Regions from separate parts of the Drosophila melanogaster genome. Here regions 1 and 2 are each linked to region 3. Evidence: chromatin contacts called from public Hi-C data. All regions are on one chromosome and are shown on one strand. Each heading gives the region's core, a stretch centred on a gene start, on an enhancer-like site or on the middle of the called end of the contact. The rest is flanking DNA. Distances are from core to core; before and after follow the strand shown. Region 1 holds the start of RpL6 (Ribosomal protein L6). Region 2 holds the start of Mccc1 (Methylcrotonoyl-CoA carboxylase 1). Region 3 holds the start of mod (modulo).

What was found. A called contact is a pair of places that touch in the nucleus more often than the background predicts.
Region 1: a contact with region 3 is called in a Hi-C map of the Kc167 cell line, with 2.1 times the contacts expected there. The contact joins the promoter of RpL6 here to the promoter of mod in region 3. A contact is called at or near these places in 2 of 107 Hi-C or Micro-C datasets (the Kc167 cell line and cellular blastoderm embryo).
Region 2: a contact with region 3 is called in a Hi-C map of the Kc167 cell line, with 4 times the contacts expected there. The contact joins the promoter of Mccc1 here to the promoter of mod in region 3. A contact is called at or near these places in 5 of 107 Hi-C or Micro-C datasets (the Kc167 cell line, the S2 cell line and the Sg4 cell line) and 4 of 6 datasets of contacts at active chromatin or transcription factors (the Kc167 cell line and the S2 cell line).

The regions. Positions count from the first base shown.
Region 1 is chr3R:31,594,692-31,597,704 of dm6, forward strand. RpL6 (Ribosomal protein L6) reads right to left here and starts at 1,513. Exons shown (of 3, transcript NM_170554.2): 1 at 1,357-1,513; 2 at 830-910; 3 at 101-772. The coding sequence starts at 1,467. The coding sequence ends at 233. It overlaps CycG (Cyclin G), which reads right to left. Exons shown (of 6, transcript NM_001276217.2): 6 at 1,951-3,013. CG1774 reads left to right here. Exons shown (of 2, transcript NM_143618.3): 2 at 1-28.
Region 2 is chr3R:31,792,606-31,795,865 of dm6, forward strand. It overlaps Mccc1 (Methylcrotonoyl-CoA carboxylase 1), which reads right to left and starts at 1,302. Exons shown (of 7, transcript NM_001260462.2): 1 at 973-1,302; 2 at 100-865; 3 at 1-45. The coding sequence starts at 1,013. It overlaps Acf (ATP-dependent chromatin assembly factor large subunit), which reads left to right and starts at 1,376. Exons shown (of 6, transcript NM_080486.3): 1 at 1,376-1,884; 2 at 2,377-3,260. The coding sequence starts at 1,763.
Region 3 is chr3R:32,050,504-32,053,408 of dm6, forward strand. mod (modulo) reads left to right here and starts at 1,557. Exons shown (of 6, transcript NM_079875.3): 1 at 1,557-1,673; 2 at 1,817-1,893; 3 at 1,978-2,474; 4 at 2,743-2,905. The coding sequence starts at 2,232. krz (kurtz) reads right to left here and starts at 1,490. Exons shown (of 2, transcript NM_080249.5): 1 at 766-1,490. The coding sequence starts at 1,336.

The sequences.
Region 1 (3,013 bases), core at 263-2,762, 460 kb before region 3:
ATATCAATGAAATAAAATTGTAGAAAGGAATTTAAATTGATGCTTGTGTGCAATTATTGGATTTTAGAAAATGAACTAATCGTCACAGCTGGGGTTCTTTGATGAAAAGGCCAAAACTTTCCGTTTTGTAAGGTTTATTTTACAAATCCTGTTAGTCTAACCAGCGGGCGCGCTTGTACAGTGTTTTTGCTTTAGAAATCCTTAAACTGAAGAACCAAATCCATCCCCTCGCTTAGAATCGCATGCGGTGGGGGTATTGGGAGGAGTGCAGGGCAAACATGTTCTGCAAGTACTTGGCGAAGAACTTGCCCTCGGGATGGGCCTTGATGACCTTCAGCAGGGCGGCGTCCACCTCCTTCTGGTCCTTCTTGCGCTGCTCGTTGGGCACGAAGCGCTCCTTCTTGGCCGCGAAGATGTCGGCCTCGCCGGTCTTCTTGTCCTTCTTAGCCTTCAGACGGCGGAAGTAGGCGTCGTTCAGGTGCTCGGGCACCTTGAAGGCACCGAGATCCACCTTCGAGGAGGTGCCGATCACGTAGCGCTGGGACACGCGACGCAGCGGGCACGAGTTGAGGGCGAAGGGTCCGGTGACCAGCAGGAGTCCGGAGGCCAAGACCTTCAACAGGACGACGCGCTTGCCCTGGTGGCGTCCGGCCAGCAGGATGAGCACGGTTCCGGGGGTCAGGTTGCGGCGCGTGTTGCGTTTGTGCTCGCTGAAGTTTGCCTTGGAGGGGCGCTTCTTCACGAACGTCTTGGTCGGGTAGGAGGCCTTGCTCTTCTTCAGGAAGACCGTGCGCTCACCGCCGTTCTTGGGTCCTCCGATCTTCTTCACCTTCTTGATGGGCACCTTGGCCTTCTCCACGACGGGGCTCTTCTTGTCCTTCAGGCGGTACAGAGCACGACGCTTGTACATCTGAAATAGGTTGGAAAAGTGGTTAGCTTGATCCTTGATCCACAAGCCTTTGAACTAGGGGGTTATTTTGTTTACGTGTATCACTAATACGCTCCACTTGTTGCACAGTCACAAGCAAGGGCATTGAGGATTATTGAACTTATTTGTGAGAAGAGTAAACAATTTAGGCAAAGTATGCATGGTTTGTACTCATAGCCACTTGAACACACGGGAATTAAAATAAATGCATTTGGATTCAGGAACCGCACTGACGAATACTGAGTTTTCAAGTAAAACTAACTCAAAGTGGGTGGATGGTGTGTGGTCCATCCCGCGGATAGATGAGCAAGTATCGGATCCCTTGGAATCGGAGAACCACAAGTAAGCCACGCTGCTGCGCCTTCTCATCGGGCGGAGGCGTCACTCGGGCCAGAGGCCATTTCCCCACTGTTTCCGGCGATATTTACCTGGGCCTTGGAGTAACGCAGGATACCGCCCTTCAGGTAGGAGTTGACGGGGTGCTTCTTGCCCTTTTTGGCCGACTTGGCCACCTTTTTAGCTTTCTCGATGGGTGCCATTGTGAAACACGTGTACACAGCACAAAAATTATTGGAAAAGGAAGGTTATGTCTAGAGCGGTGTGACCAGGGCGGTCGATACAAAAATACCACCCGGTTACCGAAGAAATACCAATTCAGTTTGTAAACATACCATCTATATACCCCAAATTAAAACATAATTTCCCCAGCATTGATTATTTCTACTCAAGAGCTGAAAGTTACAAATATAGTTTCAGTTCCTATAACAGTGGATTTTAATTAACATTAGAACTCATGTTTATAGCATTATTTGTGTAATCGGGTCTGCTATCGATAAAAAAAATGCACACAGTCGCAATATAAAAAGTATCGCAACGTTTTAAATCTATTGCAATAAAAATCGATAAGCTTAACGGTCGATTTATTGAATGACCAATTTAAAAAATTAAACAGTCAGAAAGATAAATAATCCGAAATATGTCAGCTTAAAGATAAAATAAATTGAAGACACGCCTTTTCATTTACCATTTAATAATACTTTTTTCCATTTATTTGTTGTAATGTGTATAATGATTTAAATCACGAGCTTCAGCTGTTTTCAAACAACTTGTTCCACATTTCTTTACACAATGATCCATTTGCTTATAATGATTCTGGTGGACGCCTAAAGTAGAGTCTAATTGTTAGTTACAGGATGTAATTTAAAATAAATAAAATGAGTGGTTCGTAATGTACAGTATGAATTCATTTCGTGTGGTAACTAATCCTAAAGTGTAAACCTCAACCGAATATAAGCTCAAAACTTGACGATGGGCAATTGCCCACCATCATTGTTATCATGAATAAAAGTAGTCGTCAAATAAAAACTAAATATACAATAATTGAGATTTTCATTCATGTTTTTGATGTTGATACTTGCAAATATTTAACTAACTCCGCGCTAAATACAATGTAAAATTTGCTAGTTGTTAAAATTATGAAATCTCAGCCCGTGGCAGTCGATGGTAGAAAAACTTAGTGCTAGACATATTTTCACCGCTTTCACCTTTCTCTTAATCGCCTAATCGTCAATTGGCTGTTATTTATAGTGGACTAAGCTTAAACGAACACATGATGATCTCCGTCGCTTAAATATAATTATTTGTTTCGCATTTCGACTGTGTTAACAATGTATTCGGATTCTGCTTTCTCACTCACAGCTTTCACAGAACTGATCTTCAGGCTGTGGTTCAGAAGGTTACTGAAGTATAGGGAATCTATTGCACAATTGTTAGTTGAGAGAACTTGAATATTTACAGCAAAGTCGCCGGGCTTATTTACACTCGATCGGAAGTCGGGGTTATGGAAATGGTGCTGGTGCTGGTGTACTCACATTTCGCCGGAGTCGCCGCTGCACTGCGTCTGGCGTCACGCCAGCGGATGGCCACGGACGGAGTGAAATAAAACAGGCGAGTTTGTTGTAAATATTCATGAAATCTGAATGCCCCTTTGGCGGGGCAAACGCATTTTATTCAAATTTACAGACAGGAGTTTGCACATTCCGCTGCCAAGTGGATTTAAATAAAAGTTTTCTGAATTTTCGAAAT
Region 2 (3,260 bases), core at 52-2,551, 260 kb before region 3:
AGCAGCCTCGCCCAGCTCACGACGCAAATCTTCCGACAAACCTGGCTGTTGTATAAATGAGCATTATTTTTAAAATAGCCGAAGCTCTTGTGCACTTACAGCTGGCGCCTCTTCAATAATCTTTTGATGACGTCTTTGCACGGAGCAATCTCTTTCCCACAGATAGACAGCATCACCATACTGATCCGCAAATACTTGAACCTCTACGTGGCGTGGAGATCGGACGTACCGCTCCAGAAGCACAGAGCTGTCGCCAAACGACTTCTCGGACTCGGTGCGAGCTGAGTTCAGAGCGGTGAGGAAGTCGTCCGGTTTTTCTGCGATTCTCATGCCTTTGCCTCCGCCGCCGCGGACGGCTTTAATCATCAAGGGAAAGCCAATTTTGTCGGCTTCTCGCTGCAAACACTCATCTGACTGATCATCGCCATGGTATCCATTGATGATCGGCACCCCAGCAGCGGCCATTATGGCCTTGCTGGTGCTCTTAATCCCCATGTCCCGGATGGCGGAACTGGGCGGACCCATGAAGATGATGCCCTCACGCTGGCACAACTCGGCAAACTCGACGGACTCGGAGAGGAAGCCGTAGCCTGGGTGGATGGCCTGGGCGCCCGAACGCTTGGCTATGTCCAGGATGCGTTCACCGCGAAGATAGGAAGCCGAGGAGGCAGCTTCCCCCACGCGGTACGACTCGTCTGCCAACTGCGTGTGCATGCTCTTCTCGTCCGGATCCGAGAACACGGCCACGGTACGAACTCCCAGCTTGCGTGCGGTTCGAATCACCCTGCATGCGATCTCACCACGATTTGAAATAAGGATCTTGCTGATAGGCCGAACTTTTGGGCTGGCTTCTGTTGCAAAGCACCTGCGTCAAGCCAAAACAAATTAGCAAGGTTTATGTAATCGTCAAGAACGAAATTAAGTCTTTTGATTTAGCGGCCTTAACAAAGAACTGCCGATCATTTCCCTCACCTGGCGTTTGCGCCGAAGTTTCGCAGCAGTCTGGCGTACATTATTAGTAGAATTAATTGTAAGAATAAATAACAAATATACTTTATTCAGAGCAAGTGTGCGATCGTCGCTTATCACAGCTGGAAAAACGCACACGCACAAGATCGCAATTGAGATGGGCGACTCACGAGATGCATGGTTGAAAATATTAATGTTTCATATATCTTTTGGGGATTATCATATATCATCAATATCTTTTAGGGAAATTGATATTACGTATATTGTGTTTTTTTTAAGTTGCAACCCATAAAAAATATTACCGTTATATTATTCTGGACTATTTATCGAACTGTTGACATCCATCCGACCGCGTCCTTACGGTTTTCTGCGCTCGTGAAGTTCGGTAACATTGTTCGCAGAAACTCGATAACCGATAGTTTAACGTCGAAGAGCGATAGGCCCCAAAATATGCGCGTGAAAATAGATTGTGCGCTATAAAATAAACGGATTTAGGTAGTTGGTGTTGAGGAAGCCAGCCACAAACATAGTAGAAATTGTCGGAAAAGTGTCGCCCGCCGACAGCTTGTATAATTGCGTCGGAAGTCAACGCGCGTATCGCTGGAAAACCGTTTGCATCGAAAGCCCCTCCGGAAAGGCGTGAAAAGTTGGGCGCCTTTTGCGCTTGTCGCTTGGCGTTGTAAAATTTATCAGTTGCTCCGCGGTTGTTTTTATTGTGAACTGTTAAACGTGCACTTCGAAGGACTGCCATTTAAACTTAAGGACATTCAAGAGCAAAAGGAAAACACCAAACATGCCCATTTGCAAGCGGGAAGGATTCGACCTGAATCAGAAGGAGGGCAAGAACGAAACATTCCACGACAACGACCAGGTCTTCTGCTGCTACATCACTAAGCGCATTTTTCGCGACTATGAGTAAGTGCATCCTGCTACCATTCCTGCAACTGCCCCTTCCCTTCTCCTGCCATTAGGTGGACGCTGCGCTAAAGTATACAACAAAAGCGACGCTGCAAAAGCATTTGCACACGATGTACCGTACATCACCATTCAGTGTGTGTGTGTGTGTGTTCGCAGGGGTGCATAAGTGTGCGAGTCTCGTGGGCCAAAGGCGAAAAAAACGCTGTTCGGTGGCGGGAAGAAATTACAGCTGCCGCCGCACAGCTGCTCGCCGCGGAGTTGCCACCTGGTGCCAAAGCGCGCGCTCTTGAATTTGGAATTTGTTGACCCAATTCGACTTATATGATCCTTCTAGATATTTTTAAGATCAGCAATTATTTAAGAGGCTGGGTAGCGCGAAACTATTTTAATAAATAGCAAACATACTAAATATGTTTTACTCTGACAAGCTTCAATTATATCAAAATAAATTGACCTTAAAACGCTGATCGATTAAATTTATTTATCCAGACACTACTTCCGGCACGTGATGGTGATCAACTCAACGGTGTGGCAGTGCGAGGCCACCGGCAAGGAGAACCTCACCTACGAGGAGGCGGTCAAAAGTGAGCGGGCGGCTCGCAAGAAGATGGAGCAGTTCAAACAGAGCCTTCGGGCACCCGTCCTTCTGGTTGTGGAGCACGCCCAACAGTCGGCGGTCAACACCTTGAACATGATAGTGGCCAAGTTTCTGCGCAAGCGCTACTTTATCGGCGAGGAGGTGTCGGTGCAAGCTAAGAAGAACGCCACGTACACGGTGTTGGGTGTCAAGTTGGACAAAAATATGCCGGAACCACTCAATGGTATCTATGAGGACACGGACAACCTGGTCTACAGACTACGACCAAACAAGGGCGATCCCAGTGCAGAGCTTGATCTGCCCTTTAGGCAATTACGTCGCTCGCGCATGGAGTTTAACCTGGAAAACCTGAGTATGTTTATAAAGAGCAATGTATCGCGGGTGGATGGACTTCTTCGACCCAAGCCAGAGGCATACAAGCAGTACGTGACGGACCCTGGCGTAAACTTCTCCACAATTTTCATTGGCAAAATGCCACGTTATTCTCCCGCTAAGATTAAAAAACCTGACGGCAAGAAGCAATCCACTCTCAACAAATATATTGTCGCCGGTGAAGCAACGGCTGCAAAGTCAAAGGCGAAGGCCAAGTCTGATGCTAAATCTCTGGCAGAGGAATTGGAGCGGGTTAAGCGAGAAAAAGAGGCCAAGCTTATTGAGTTGGAAAAACAAAAGGCGGAAAAGAAGGCACAGTTGATTGAACGCGTTGAAAACGAATGTAATTTACTGCTTCAAAAGACGGACGACCTGGAGAGAACCGACCAAAAAGTCCTGCCCC
Region 3 (2,905 bases), core at 307-2,806:
GTAAACAAAATAGGGCAATAGGTAATAATATTTATTGAACAGAGAATGTATTAAGGGGGTGCCACGGGCACATAATATATATGCGAGTGGAGCTCGGCGATCGTACGAAAATATGAAAAATTTAAAATTTACAGAAACCAAAAACCTTTCTACTAATAAAATAAAGCACAAATTCTTTAAACCTTTTTTTAATTATTAAATACAGATTAGAAACTAAACAAATAAACATTTTGAAACTATGTAAGATCTTTGCTGTTGGCACACAAATCGTCAGACCGCCAACTGCGGCGCCTGGTTAAGGCGAACAACAGCATTAACTGCGCTGCAACTTCGGTTGATTCAAATTCCAATTAGAAGTGTCGAATTTCAATTAGGTGAACGCTGCGTCATCAGCCCGACGTAGTTGGATTGATTAACCCTGTGTTCCCAACCGCGTGATGCACGCGCTAACTTACACAAAACCACACATATAAGAAATTTACAGTCTAACTTCTATAGAAAAGAACAAAGCTAGTTTTGCTACTGTAACCATATTCTTAATAAATTATTTTATTCTCAGAAACAATAGTACCCGCAATTTAACTGCTCTAAGGTAAAAGAAAAATTTGTAAAGAAAAAAGAAAAATTTGTAAATTTGTAAATTTAATGTATTGCAACATATATAATAAACACGGTATGTGCCACACTGCGAAATATCAATGATTTTGACTTTGACTGACCACCGTATACGGACACACCCACAAGATCAGACCCACAAAGACTCACCCACAAAGGCCTTCAGCTCGTAGTCTACTCCGCAAGACTTGCCCACATCTCCAGGAGCCGGCTGCAAGGACACAGAGGCTGGGCAATAGGGCGGAACCTCAAAATAAAACGGATGGGCGTTCGGCCCCAGCTTTTTAATTAACCTTTCCTGAAGCCGGGTCATCGGGCGGTCCAGCTGCATGGGCGGATAGATCTGCTCATGCGCCAGATACAGGTCCTTACGGAACGTTAATCCCAAAACATCTAGGTCTTCACGTCCGTACCGAAAGGCGGCAAGCACCTGGCCAAAAACCTTACGGTCCTTTACGTACTCTGGATCAATGAAGACAACACCGTCAATGGGATCCACGTGCGTGACATGGTCGACGAAGTCCCGTTTGCCAAGGTAAACTGTTATCTTGCCGTTGGAGGAGCTCTTCTTAAACACCCGAGTCGCCTGGCGTCTGGAGCTGGCATCTCCACCAGTCTCGTCGCCTGCGCTTCCGCCCCCAGTGCTCCCGGCAGCTGTTACATTGGTGCTGGAGCCATTGCTCACATTTGCTCCTCCACTTCCTCCACCACCACCGTTCATTATGTTATTTGGCGGTTATGCTTGTTATTCTGCTTTTCTGCTGTTCCTGCTTAATTGGAACTCCGTTAAATAAATATATGTGTGCGTTGCGGGACTTGTGCTGCAATTTAATTTTTTATGTGTATACTTGTTCCGCCATTTACCAGCACTGCTTGACAGTCATTGGAAAAATACCAGGGAATATTACATACTAACAAATTATGTACTTCTCTGGTATTTCAATTCAGTGCGAACAAACCGATATATGTTTGGTCGTACCATAATCGCAGCCTATAATTAATATTTATTTTGCATTTTTGGCACCTATTTATATTTCCTAAGTGTGCCCTGGCCCATAGTAAGTGACTTTTAATAATTTTTCTTTCAATACCATTAACAATTGCTTGAATTAACATTAAGTTTCCTACTAAGATAAAATGCAACTGCAGGTTGACTTGGCTTTTTAATGAAATATAATATATATATTATAAATTCCTTTAGAAACAGATGATTCATAGCTGATGATTGAGGAAACTTACCATTTGGAATGTATAAACACATGTAAAATCAGACCGTTGGTAAATATCTAATCATAGATTGTATCCTAAGTCTTAAATAAATACTTTATATAAACTGTTTAATATTTATTTTATTTTTTAAAGGCTTTTATTATTTTTATATGTATACATGTGCATGAACGGACTTTAAACCATATTTAGTAGTGGAATAGAGCTATAAAAATGAGATTGAAGTCTCTAAAATACTTTATTTAATCAGCCTTAGCACCGATAGAGCACAACGGTCACACTGTTCTGTCCCTCTTTTCCACGTGCATTTTATTGAACGAAACCACGCGTTGTTCAGTCCAAACTTGACTTTGCTAATTTTGCCCAGAAAACCTCTAAAAGCTGTCAAAATGGCCCAAAAGAAAGCCGTCACCGTCAAAGGAAAAAAAGCTACGAATGGAGAGGAAAAGCCTTTGGCCAAACGGGTAACCAAGTCCACAAAGGTACAGGAAGAGGAGACAGTAGTCCCCCAATCGCCTTCCAAAAAATCCAGAAAACAGCCTGTTAAAGAAGTGCCGCAGTTCAGTGAAGAGGACGAGTCTGATGTGGAGGAGCAAAATGACGAGCAGCCAGGGGACGACAGCGACTTTGAGGTAAGCTATAAAAAAAACGTGGTCTTCTGAATGGATATGGCTAACATTACATGCATAGTATGCACGTATATATAGATCTGCATGGATAAGAATCCATTTTACGTTTTCTTTGCCACGTGGTTGTAAAGATTTTATAATTATAAGACGAGTGCACATAACCCACGATCCTCTGGTTTTATACCGACTCGGTTCATATATCGATAAAAAAAAAATTGTCTTTATTGGTGCTCTCCCATCAGCGGTTATAAGAAAATTGTCTACTTTTCAGACCGAAGAGGCAGCGGGCTTAATTGACGACGAGGCTGAGGAAGATGAAGAGTACAATAGTGACGATGAGGAAGATGATGATGACGATGAGTTGGAGCCTGGTGAGGTTTCCAAAAGTGAAGGCGCGGATGAGGTAGATGAATCCGATGATGATGAAGAAGCGC